Linked DNA regions of Rattus norvegicus: region 1 is linked to region 2. The links are chromatin contacts, called in public Hi-C maps. All regions are on one chromosome and are shown on one strand. Each heading gives the region's core, a stretch centred on a gene start, on an enhancer-like site or on the middle of the called end of the contact. The rest is flanking DNA. Distances are from core to core; before and after follow the strand shown. Region 1 overlaps LOC102548124 (a long non-coding RNA gene). Region 2 overlaps Slc24a4 (solute carrier family 24 member 4).

Region 1 (5,882 bases), core at 1,294-3,793, 270 kb before region 2:
AATCTGCTTTCTTTTCTCTTTCAGATGCCTCAGGATGTTTTCTCCCGTAATCACCACAAACCCCTAGTAATGGAGCAGTCACGTGGGCAGCTTCTTCACTACACCTCGTCACATACACTCTACGGAACAGCGAGTGCACTTACCCACTGAACCATCTCTCCTGCCCCAAAGTTGAACTTTTAACAATTAAGGATTAAATAATTTTGGAACATGGTCTCACTGTATATTCTTGCCATGCAGACCAAGCCGTCTTTGAATTCACAAAGGATGACCTGCCTAACGAGATCTCAGATTGAGTAAAAGAAAAGCCAACCATCAGGAGAAACCCTTCATGGTGTGTACATCTGAGAAGCCATGTGGGCTAGCTAGTCAATTATTGCAGACAGGGACAGCCTGAGAGACTGGGAGTTCAACAGATTCCCTGTAGGCAGACAGATAGAGAAGAGGGCCATCTTGGAAATCTCCGAGATGACCAGCTACTTCCTCAACCTGGAGACTGGAGACAAAGCTGGGCTACATTTGTCTCCACTAGCCGGCTCCCCGCTGTTGGACAGCCTCAAGGAGTTCAAGGCTGAGTCAGTCATGCCATACCATAGTTCTGAGCAAATCAATGTAGTTTTCCCCAAACCAGCAAACCCTAAATTGGGGAGTTGGGGGTGGGGCTCTACAGAGGTTTTAAAAGCCCCTAGAAAAGACTGATCTTTTCAGCTCCCCCTTCGCTTTGCAAAGAGTCTTTTCCCTTTGTGTCTTTTGCATGCAAATGTCTACTTCCCCCTCCCCTCCCAGTAAATGTCTTTCATTTTAAAATATTTATTTATTGGGGTTGGGGATTTAGCTCAGTGGTAGAGAGCTTGCCTAGCAAGCGCAAGGCCCTGGGTTCGGTCCCCAGCTCCGAAAAAAAAAGAAAAAAAAATATTTATTTATTCTATATAGTACTGTTGGGTTCAGGACAGGCGCCGAGAAAACTCGTCAGAAACTTAACAATTAAAGTTTTATCTTCTGCACCCACAAAGAGGCGGCCAGTTCGAGCTCAGAACCAAGTCCCTGAAAGGGAGATTGTACAACATTTTTATGGGATGGGAACTCGAACGAAGCAAGGGGGATGGGGCGGGTGGTTGCGTTGACCAATCATATTTCGACACAAGGGGTTAAGCAAGGAAGTCATCCTTGGAGACTGGGCCTGATCCAGGTCACTTGATTTCAGGGTCCTTGAGTCAGCTTTTGGAGTCATGTGCTCTCTGGGACTCTGACCGGAATCTAGAGCGATAAAGGAACAAAGCAGGAATGGCCAAACACCATGCAGTCAGCTGACCCAGGAGACCCGGAATTCAGAAGGATAAGGAAAGAAAGAAATGGGCAAATTGCACCTAGTCAATTAGGACTTGCGAGTCTTGGTTTAGATAATAAGATAGCAGTGTCTTCCCTCTTGACATCCGTTACTGGTTAAAAGACAAACATGAAACATCTGACGAAGCAGGGAGCAGGGCAGGAGTCCAGTTGTGGGGCCTGAGAACGTGAACTCAGCTTGGATTCTGTGAGCTCGGTGGAACCTGTTTCTAAGATGGCTGAACTCAGGAAACTGCCTCCTAACAGTATAAACGCCCTGTCTTCAGGAGGGAGTTACATCCCATCACAGATGGCGGTGAGCCACCATGTGGGTGCTGGGAATTGAACTCAGTCAGTGCTCTTTGCAGCTGAGCCGTCTCTTCAGCCCTTTCCCTGCTTTTTAAATCTTTAACTGGCAGGGAAAATGAAACAGACCTCTTGGTGTCTAGAGTGTATCAAGTCCTCCCAACAAGAATTGACCAATGTCTTAAATGAATAGGCACTTAAAAGAGAAAACATCCAATTGGCCAAGAGCGCATGAGAAAGTGCGTGAAATTAGTCATCAGAGATGTGAAAATTAAGAATCCCAGGGTCACTAGAGTAACACCAAAAAGCAGGAATATCAAATCCTGTGGAAGTGGAACTGCCACAGGCCTGCTCTGTGACTCCACCGAGGCCCCATCTCTCCGAATCTCCAGAGCCCGTATTACCTCATCCTCCCCCACCCCTGGAGGCTCTCGGGTTACTACTCTATTATTCTCATTATGAGAGTCCTGTGTGTTTACAGTTTGGTTTTGTAATTCCACTTCCTTGTTCCACCTGATGTCAAAAAATTAAAATTGAGGGAACTAGGGAGCTGAATCAGCAGTTAAGAGCACTTTCTGCTCTTCCTGACGAACAGAGTTCAGTTTCCAGCAAACCCCCTACCCCTTGGGCACAAGTATCTACAATTCTAGCTCCAGGGGATCTGATAGCTTCTTCTGTGGAAACACACACACACACACACACACACACACACACACACACACACACACACACACACGCCCATTCATACACACACAAATAATGTTTTTAATGAAATTGATCTCTTTGTGCATTTCTAGCTGCCAACAGCAGAGGGCGCTGGATACTTAAAAATACATCTGTGCCCTCCATTTGAATTGCCAGGTAAAAGAAGTATTTTAGTCTCTTGTTCACAGACCACAGAGTCTTGTTCACAGTCCACAGATGACGTTTTATGCTTCCTGGCTGATACGGACATTCCTCCAGATGTGTCAGGTCATTCTTCTGTTTCCCTGGAAGCTAAACTTCCCTGAGAGACGAGTGCTTCCACCGCTGAGCTCCTGAGAAAGACTCTTAGATCTGCTCTGGTGCCGTTGGTTTGTATCAGTTTATGTGCCAGAAATTTAATCCCCAGTGCAACAATGTTGAGAGTGGGGTGGGACCTCTAAGAAATCATTAGTTATATACGTCTGGAACCGTAGTGCTTGAAAGCTGAAGCAGAGACCGTACCTCAAAACAAAAATAAGTAATTAGGTCATTAGGGCAGAACTAATGGGTTTATGGTTTTTACAGTAGGAATGGGCTGGCTCTTGCTGGAGTCGATTTCTTAGAAAAATATGTTTGGCTTTTGTGGTGGCTGTTCTTGGTTGTCAACCTGACTATAACTAGAATGAACTACAATCCAGAAAGGGACAGCACACTTGTGACCTGGATCTTGGGGCAGGAAGACACAAGCTTTTGATCCAGGTCTTAAGGTGGGATGACCTAGGCTCTTCATCCGGATCAATGCAGACCTTTAATCCAGATCTTGAGGCTCACCTTTAATCTGGTCCTTACCTCCTGCTAGAGACCCACATAAGGACAGTGGAAGGAGGAAGGGTTCAATTGCTCTCCACCTGCTTGCACAAACTTTGCCAGTGCATCTGTCGAACCTACTTCTTCAGGATTCCAGCTTATACAGAAGACCAGCTGAGACACCGGCCTCCTGTGACTGAGCACTTCTAGATCCTTAGACTCTCCCTGCGCAGCTGCCCCTTGTTGGGGTAGTTGGACCGCAGACTGTAAGCGATTCCATAAGCTCACTTTATTCGTTCCATAAATTCTGTGACTCTAGAGAACCTGACTAATATAGTTCTCTCCTCTTAAACAAACTTTCAGACTTTTGCCTGATTTCCTCATTCACACTCTTCAAGCCTCTTTTGTGACATGAACACTTGTCGCTTTGCTTGTTTTTTTCCCAACCACTTACTTAGACTTTGAACTCTGGTAGCCAGGGAGCATGCCTTCAATCCCAGCACTTGGAGGACAGAGACTGGCAAAGGTCTACAGAGTGAGTCTGAGGACAGCCAGAAGAAAAAAAGAGAGAGAGAAAAAAGAAGGAAGAAAGAAAGAAAATTAAACTCCCTATATTAGTCAGTTCCTCAATTCTTTAATACATATCTAAGATTATCTGCTTATAAAGGTAAAAGCTTCATTTGGCTCATGGTTTGGAGGTTCTGATCTTGACCAGCTGGTTCTGTTACCTTTGGCCTGTATGGAGGCAGCCATGGAGGCATGGTAATGGAGCAAATCTACTTAAACCACAGGAGGAGCAGAAAGCAAAAGGAAGAGGCCAGCACGCTTTAATCCATGCCGTCAAGGACTCACAGATCCCTGCTTCTGTAACATCCCACAGTCTGTCAGTGACACCATATGGGGGACCAAGCTTTAACACGTGGGCCTTTGGCAATAATTAAAGTCCAAGCTATAGAAATATCCTTATCTTTTGGAGATACATATTGTGATATTAATCTATTGAAATATTTATGTTTGATGTATTAGTTTTCTATTCATCCATAATCGGCTATCAAAACGTAACGTCTTGCCGGACAGTGGTGGTACGCACCTTTGATCCCAGCATTCGGGAGGCAGAAACAGGCAGATTCTGTGAGTTTGAAGCCAGCCTGGTCTACAGAGTGAGTTCCAGGACAGCCAGGGCTTATACAGAGAAATCCCGTCTCGAAACAAGCAAACGCAACACTGTCTTACTACAACTGTGAATACTGTCGGTGCCCACAGTTTTCATGGTCAGGAGACCATTTATCACCTCCCAGGATCTCAGGCTTGGATGCCTTGTCTCATCCCAGTGTGACAGGGCAAGGCAGGGCAGACACACCAGAAAAGGGCACTTCTGTACTCTTTTTTTAATTTTGTGTATATGAGTACACTGTAGCTGTCTTCAGACACACCAGAAGAGGGCACTGAATTCCATTAGAGAGGATTGTGAGCCACCATGTGGTTGATGGGAATTGAACTCAGGACCTTTGGAAGAGCAGTCAGTAGTCTTAACCGCTGAGCCAACTCTCCAGCCCCCGTCTTGTCCTCGTGTGGAGGCTATTTCAGGTGTTGGTAGAATTTGATCTCCTTAATGGAGAATCCCATGGAAAATTACCAAACTCTGTTCTAGGAAACCAAGGTCAACATGTCTCAACAAACTTACCTTAGCTTCCATCAAACTGCCTGCTCATGCAGAAGCCCCTCTAACTTAGCTTCCATTAAACCGGTTCCTCTGAGAAGCCCCCCGCAGCTGCCAACAGAGACTGCAGGACGAGGTGTTGCCTTCAAAACCACAGATTCCGACACTTAGGGTTACACTAACGTCTGGAATGCCTGAGTGTGGTCCTTGCTGGCTGGAAAAAAAAAAGACTTTCAGTTGGCTATAGATTGTATCTGGCAGGTCATTTCTGGTGGGCTCCGTAACGCTAACAGCATTCCAAGGGCAGAAGCTCACAATACAAATCATATTGAGAACAGGTCCTGGGCTGGAGAGATGGCTCAGTGGTTAAGAGCACAGGCTGCTCTTCCAGAGGTCCTGAGTTCAAATCCCAGCAGCCACATGATGGCTCACCACCATCTGCTGTTCACTCCTGCTATATCTGAAGATAGCTACAGTGTACTCATATACATAAAATAAATACGTAAATCTTAACAAAAAAGAAAGAAAGAAAGAGAGAAAGAAAGAAAGAAAGAAAGAAAGGAAGGAAGGAAGGAAGGAAGGAAGGAAGGAAGGAAGAAAGAAAGAGTTTCTTAGTATGAAAACCCGAGAACCGAAAAGACAAGTTATGTGGGTTGGATCGGTGGCTTGGTGGGTAAAGTGTCTGATGTACAAACAGGAGGCTCAAAACTCAATACCTCAGAGTTCACATGAAAAGCTGTGTGTGGTGATACACTCCTCTACTCAGAGTGGGGAGACAGAGACAGGAGGAGCCCTAGAGCTCAATGGCCACCAGTCTAGACAAATCAGCAAGTTCCAGACTCAGAGAGAGACCATACCTCTAAACAAAATAAGGTGGATAGATTAATCGAGGAAGACAAAAAGTCTGCTCTGGCCTCCACACATGCATGTACACACTTGTATGCACACCTTTATGCATACCCAACACACACACAAACACACAAACTTAAGAAAAAGTGAGCTGTCTTTCCTGCCCCTACACACAGTGGCAGAGTAAGCACCTGCTCTTTGGTCTATATTTCCCTAGTCTAACACAGGATGCAGGAGGGAGGTGTATGTT
Region 2 (5,283 bases), core at 863-3,362:
GCAGCTGAGAACCAACTGTGAAGTACTGCAGCAAAAGGGCCATAGGCACGATGCTGTACGTGTGAGCATGCGTGTGCGTGTGTGAGCGTGTGCATGTGTGAGCATGTGTGTGTGCGAGCATGTGTGTGTGTGTGAGCATGTGTGCATGTGCGAGCATGTGTGCATGTGTGTGCATGTGCAAGCATGTGCTGTGTGAGCATGTTGCATGTGTGAGCATGTGTGCATGTGCGAGCATGCATGCATGTGTGAGCATGCGTGTGCGTGAGCATGCATGTGCGTGTGTGAGCATGTGTGTGTGCGAGCATGTGTACGTGTGTGAGCATGTGTGCGTGTCTGAGCATACGCGTGTGTGTATGCGAGCATGCATGTGCGCGAACGAGCATGTGTGCGTGCATGCGTTGGGGTATATATGTGCACATGGGTGTGCAGCTGCACACAAAGCCCACAGGATGGTGTCAGGTGTCCTGTTCTATCCACTTTCCTCCTTATTCCTCTGAGGCTGTCTCTCACCATACCTAGAGCTAGGCTGGCAGTCAGGGAGCTCCAGCAATCCTACTGTCTCTGCCCTCACCATGCTAGGGTTATGGGCATGATCGTGGCCACAGCCAGCTCCTTATGTAGGTGCTGGAGATTTGAACTCAGGTCCTCCTGCTAGCATAAGGGCTCTACTCACTGAGTCATCTGAGCCCCTCAGTCTCATTCTTAGCAAATGATAGCCAAGATCGCATATGCAGTTAACCTCACCCCATGATGCACACAAACAGACTGTCACCAAAGATAGTCAGAGATGGAACCAACAGGGCTTCACTTAAAAGTACAGAGGAGGAAGGACAGCCCCGAAAGAGGAGAGCCATCTCAAGACAACCGATGACCAGACTCTCACAGAGCAAAGCACACTGCCCCCAGTCCAGGGACTCCAATGAGGTATGTCCATACAGACAGAGAGGCCTCGGAGGTGTCAACAGCAGGGGGATTGAGACGTCCTGTGGAACCTTGCACTATGGCCTTCCTGCTCTAGAAATGCATTAATTCTATTTTATAAGAAAGATGTCTAGGGGTTGGGGAGATGGCTCAGTGGGTAAAGACCATGGCGGATGCTCTGAGTTCAATCTCCAGGACCCACACAGTTGAAGGAGAGTAGTGAGTCCTCGAAGATTTGCTTCTGACTTCCACAGGTGCTTTCCCCATCCCTCCCCAACTCTGTCTTACACACACACACACACACACACACACACACACACACACACACACACACACACACACATTTTTTAAAACGTTAAAAATGGATGTGCGTTTTCCCTAAGCTGAGCAAAGCCTTCCTATTTATAAAGAACGTGACACACACAGACTAAGAAGAACGTCCAGGGACCATCATAGCATGAGCTCTCTGCTGAGCTTGGCCTCCTGGATGGACCTGGATACCCTGGCTGTTTCTTTCCATGTGGGACAGCAGTACCCAGTGGCCACACTCACTGTGCAGTCCATGCTGACATTTGGTTACTAGCTGGATGATGATGGGACCAGAGGAAGTGCTGCTATGCTACTTTGGGGTAGCATATCAATGTTGGGAAGGGAAGGGGAAGCAAGCCCAGGCCAATGGCTTTATGCTCTCTGAGCTTTGACATCTCCGTGCACCTCGAAGGCTTTGTTGAGACGGAGCCTCAGAGGCTCACACCACGCAGCTTATAAGCAACAGAAGTTCACTGCTCTGGAGGCTCAGAGGCTCAAGATCAAGGTACCAGCATCCTTGTCAGTGACAGACCCTTTTATGTGTCCTTACACCACAGGCCACCAGGATCCCCTCAGGTCTGGACACTGGTCCCTCACTTCCCCAAAGACCATACATCTCAATTCTACCACACTGAGATTAAATTTCAACATGAGAATTTTGGTGAGGAGTACACCAGTATTCAAACCAAGCCAAGGCATCATCTATGTGGCTACCTAAGGCCATGGAATGATCTGGAAGGAAATACTGACTATGAACAGGATGAGCCCTAAGATGGACGGTTGTGGCTAAGAGCCAAATCTGCCCACACAACCCAGACACGAGCAGCCCTCGTGTTATAGCAACCAGAGCTCTAATCTATGAGCCTTGCGAGGCTACACCAGACTGGAGCGACGCCAGGCTGACAGCTCAGGGCTCTCATCTTTCAGTCACGCTAAGTGACTCAGGAGTCATCAGCTACCAAATATGCTCGCCAGTTCAACACATTTCTTTCCCTCGTGTGGACTTTCGAGTCTGGAATTCCTGTCCTATCAACTAGACAACTTCCTGCTTGAGTTTCTGATACAGTTAAAAGAAAGAAAAAGATGATGGATAGGGGACAGGGATGGGAGAACGAGCTGGTGGAGAAAGGAGCCACAATATCCACTTGTGGCCAGAGCCAGTGGATAAGAACACAGAGCTGGGCCAATCCCATCTGTACTTGGGAGGTTTCAGGCACAGCAGTAGATGGTGCTGATGTCTCTGTCATCCATCTGAAGGCCTCACTCAGGGTGGGGGCACACATGAGGAGCTCTAGAAGTCAGCTGGAAACCTGTCTTTGTCATCTACACTGCTATGAGTCCTAGGAGACAGATAGAAGCTGCTAATGGAGTCTCCAATAAGCACGTAGTCCTTTCTGTCACATGCTACTGATCCAGAAAGTTCTATGCCCAGACTCAGAGGGAAGGACCATGATAGCATAGTGGCAGAGTCATACTACAGCAGAGTGAGCACGATGCTATTGCCAGGAATGGCTACACGCTGGTACCCATGGCAGGGGCATGGGTTGCAGCCAGGAGTCTGAAGGTCTCTTTCCCTGGGGTTCACTCTCCAGCAGCAGCAACAGGGGGCACCAGGGCAGATTCTGAGGAGGTCTGTTGTTCATCAAGGTCACGAGTCACATGACAACTCTCTTCCACCCTCCTCCCGATTCCCATCTGGGCCAGACATAGTCAGCAGCCTTCCAATGCTGTCTGTGGTTCCCTCTTCCCATGGCAACGTTATTAAGTTTCATCTATTCAGGCACATTTCTCAGGTCCTTTGCTGGTGTATAGGACCAGATACCCTATTCTCACCAGTGCAGAGACAAATCATCCAGATCCACCAGCCAGGCAATAAGTGCGTTATTCCACCAAAGAGGAGGCTGAGCCACAATAGGGAAGGAGCCTGGGATCCTAAGTAACTGTGTAGCGGGTGTTCCACCAGACCCAATCTGGAATACTGCTAAGATGATGTAATATCAGGGCTTGTCATACAGAGTAGCATCACCTTACCCAATACCATACCACCTCCCTGGCCACATGGGGCCTGTGGTTCCTAAAGTTAGAACCGCAACGTCCCCAGGCCACTTGTGTTAAAAAAAACTGTTGGTTGTGAGTGAAGTGAAGAGGCAGAAAGAGACACCTGGAGGTGCTAGGGGCCCCTTGCCCTGCCTGCAACAAGAAACAGAGTAGAGCCGCAGGGAGTAACTCCTTTCTCATCTCAAACCAAAGGCTGTAAAGAAACAAAGTTTCGGAAACCATTTTAACCAAACCCAGGTTAGGTTTTAAAGTGGCGGGACCAGATGGTCAGAGAGGCAGATCCTCCATCAGGAAAGTGGAGCAAAGGTAATAAGGTGTGTTCACGCAACTCTCTCACGTAACACTGAGGAGTAGGCGCTGGGTCCTGTCTGCTGGCAGCTGACCCTCTGGGTTTGGGCTATGCAGCAGCGTGGTCAGGTCCAGTATGCTGGTGTGGAGGGTTACTGTTTTTGTGATCCCAGGGGAAACTGTCAGCCTGATCTGTGAAGACCATGTAGGCTGGGAAGACAGATCCAGAGGAGCAGGGGTAGCCTGGACTAGGGGAAGAAGTGTCGGGAGGGATCCTATATGATGGGCTTTCTGTAAACATGGTGGAAGGAAGATGCCCTGCTCTGCCAAAGGGACTTCCTAGTATCAGACCAAATGAGCAGAGAGGCGCCAGCTAGGGGATCAAACAACCGGAAGAAAACAAGTAGAAGGAGGTGCTTGGGAATTTGACTCTCATGGGCTGAGGGAGCCCGAGGGCCAGCAAAGATTCGAGCAGCAAAGTTCAGGAACCCAGGGAAGGTACAGGAAGCGACAGCTGCTAATGAGAAGCAGAGCCCTGGGATTTGAGGGAGGGCGGAGGTTATGCTTTGGAGGGTGCAGCAGGGACAGGGACTGTGGGAAGGAGGTGGAGAGGATGCAGCTTTGCCCCTGAGGAGTCTGGCGTTCTGGGCCACGTCACCACCCCACTTAACTTTCTGTGTGATCACCTCTGCCTTAGCACCAAGGCAGGAGTTATGGAGAGGGAAAGGAGATGGGCCAAGCCGCTGGGCAGGGCTGGATTCTAGGGGCTGTGTTGACTTGGTCTGCACAACCCTCAGGGCCCAGCACAATGTATCCAGAGAGCCGCTGTGCACAGGATGAGGGGTCTGGGATCAGATCCCAGTCCAGCCACCACTGGAAGAGGTATCAGGAAGCCTCAGTTACTCATGCAGTGGCACCCACTGCCTCTGTTGTGAGCGTCCAGTGACAGGATGGATGGATGGTCACGTGGGAGAGATGGGCAAGAGACAATGGTACCCTTCCAAGGGCAGAACGAGAAAAAGATTGCATACTTCTCAGGGCCTTTGATGGTGCATGGGTCCTGCTCTCACTAGTTTAGGGACATGTACCTTCAAGACCCACCAGTATATCAAAGGAGGCTGAGTCACAGAGGAAGAAGCCTGGGTCCTTGAGCACCCATATGGAAGTTAGTCTACCAGCCAGGAGCTCAGCCTGGAATATTGCACAAGGCAGTAAACCCTTACTGTGATGAGATGCTGAAATACTGTGGCCGCTGTGCTGGGTGGCATCACTGCATCCAGAAAGTGTCAAAAGTGCCTAGAAGTTTACAGAATGTTATGTGAACTCCCATGTATCCATTGTGCGATTCCACTTCCGAGTATAGACCCTGAGGAACTGAAAGCAGGTACCTGAGCAGAAATCCATACATGAGTATACTCAGTGGAATACTCGAAACAACAACGAAGTTAGAGGAAACTAAAAGTCCATGAACAAATGAGATAAAATGTGCCGTGTGCAAAGAATGGAATACTTCGGCCCTGAAAAAGGAAGAGGGAAGTGATGGTGGTTCAGCATGGTTGAGTTCTGAAGTCATTAATGCTACATGAAGTAAGCTGGATACAACAGGGCGGGGACTTCCTGGTTCCATCTTCACAAGGTGCTTAGGATATTTGAACCCACAGCAAATGGGAACGGTTGTTGCCAGGTACTGAGGAGAGGGGAGTAAGA

The links. Hi-C and Micro-C count contacts between places; a contact is called where the count stands out from the background.
Region 1: a Hi-C map of the A7r5 cell line shows a contact between it and region 2, with 4 times the contacts expected there. The contact joins two enhancer-like sites. A contact is called at or near these places in 6 of 12 Hi-C or Micro-C datasets (the A7r5 cell line, the Rat2 cell line, hepatocytes and 3 more).

What each region holds. Positions count from the first base shown.
Region 1 is chr6:127,365,527-127,371,408 of GRCr8, reverse strand. It overlaps LOC102548124 (a long non-coding RNA gene), which reads right to left. Exons shown (of 3, transcript XR_005506207.2): 2 at 4,808-4,997; 3 at 1-2,838. Among named protein-coding and RNA genes, the nearest start is that of Golga5, 8.8 kb to the left of the region's middle. Within about 2 kb of position 2,543, at least 5 of the 93 cell types and tissues checked have an H3K27ac peak or open chromatin away from gene starts, as enhancers often do. A contact at or near this core is called in the A7r5 cell line, where this site is marked.
Region 2 is chr6:127,099,725-127,105,007 of GRCr8, reverse strand. All of the region lies in intron 2 of Slc24a4 (solute carrier family 24 member 4), which reads right to left. Among named protein-coding and RNA genes, the nearest start is that of Slc24a4, 58 kb to the right of the region's middle. Within about 2 kb of position 2,112, at least 7 of the 93 cell types and tissues checked have an H3K27ac peak or open chromatin away from gene starts, as enhancers often do. A contact at or near this core is called in the A7r5 cell line, where this site is marked.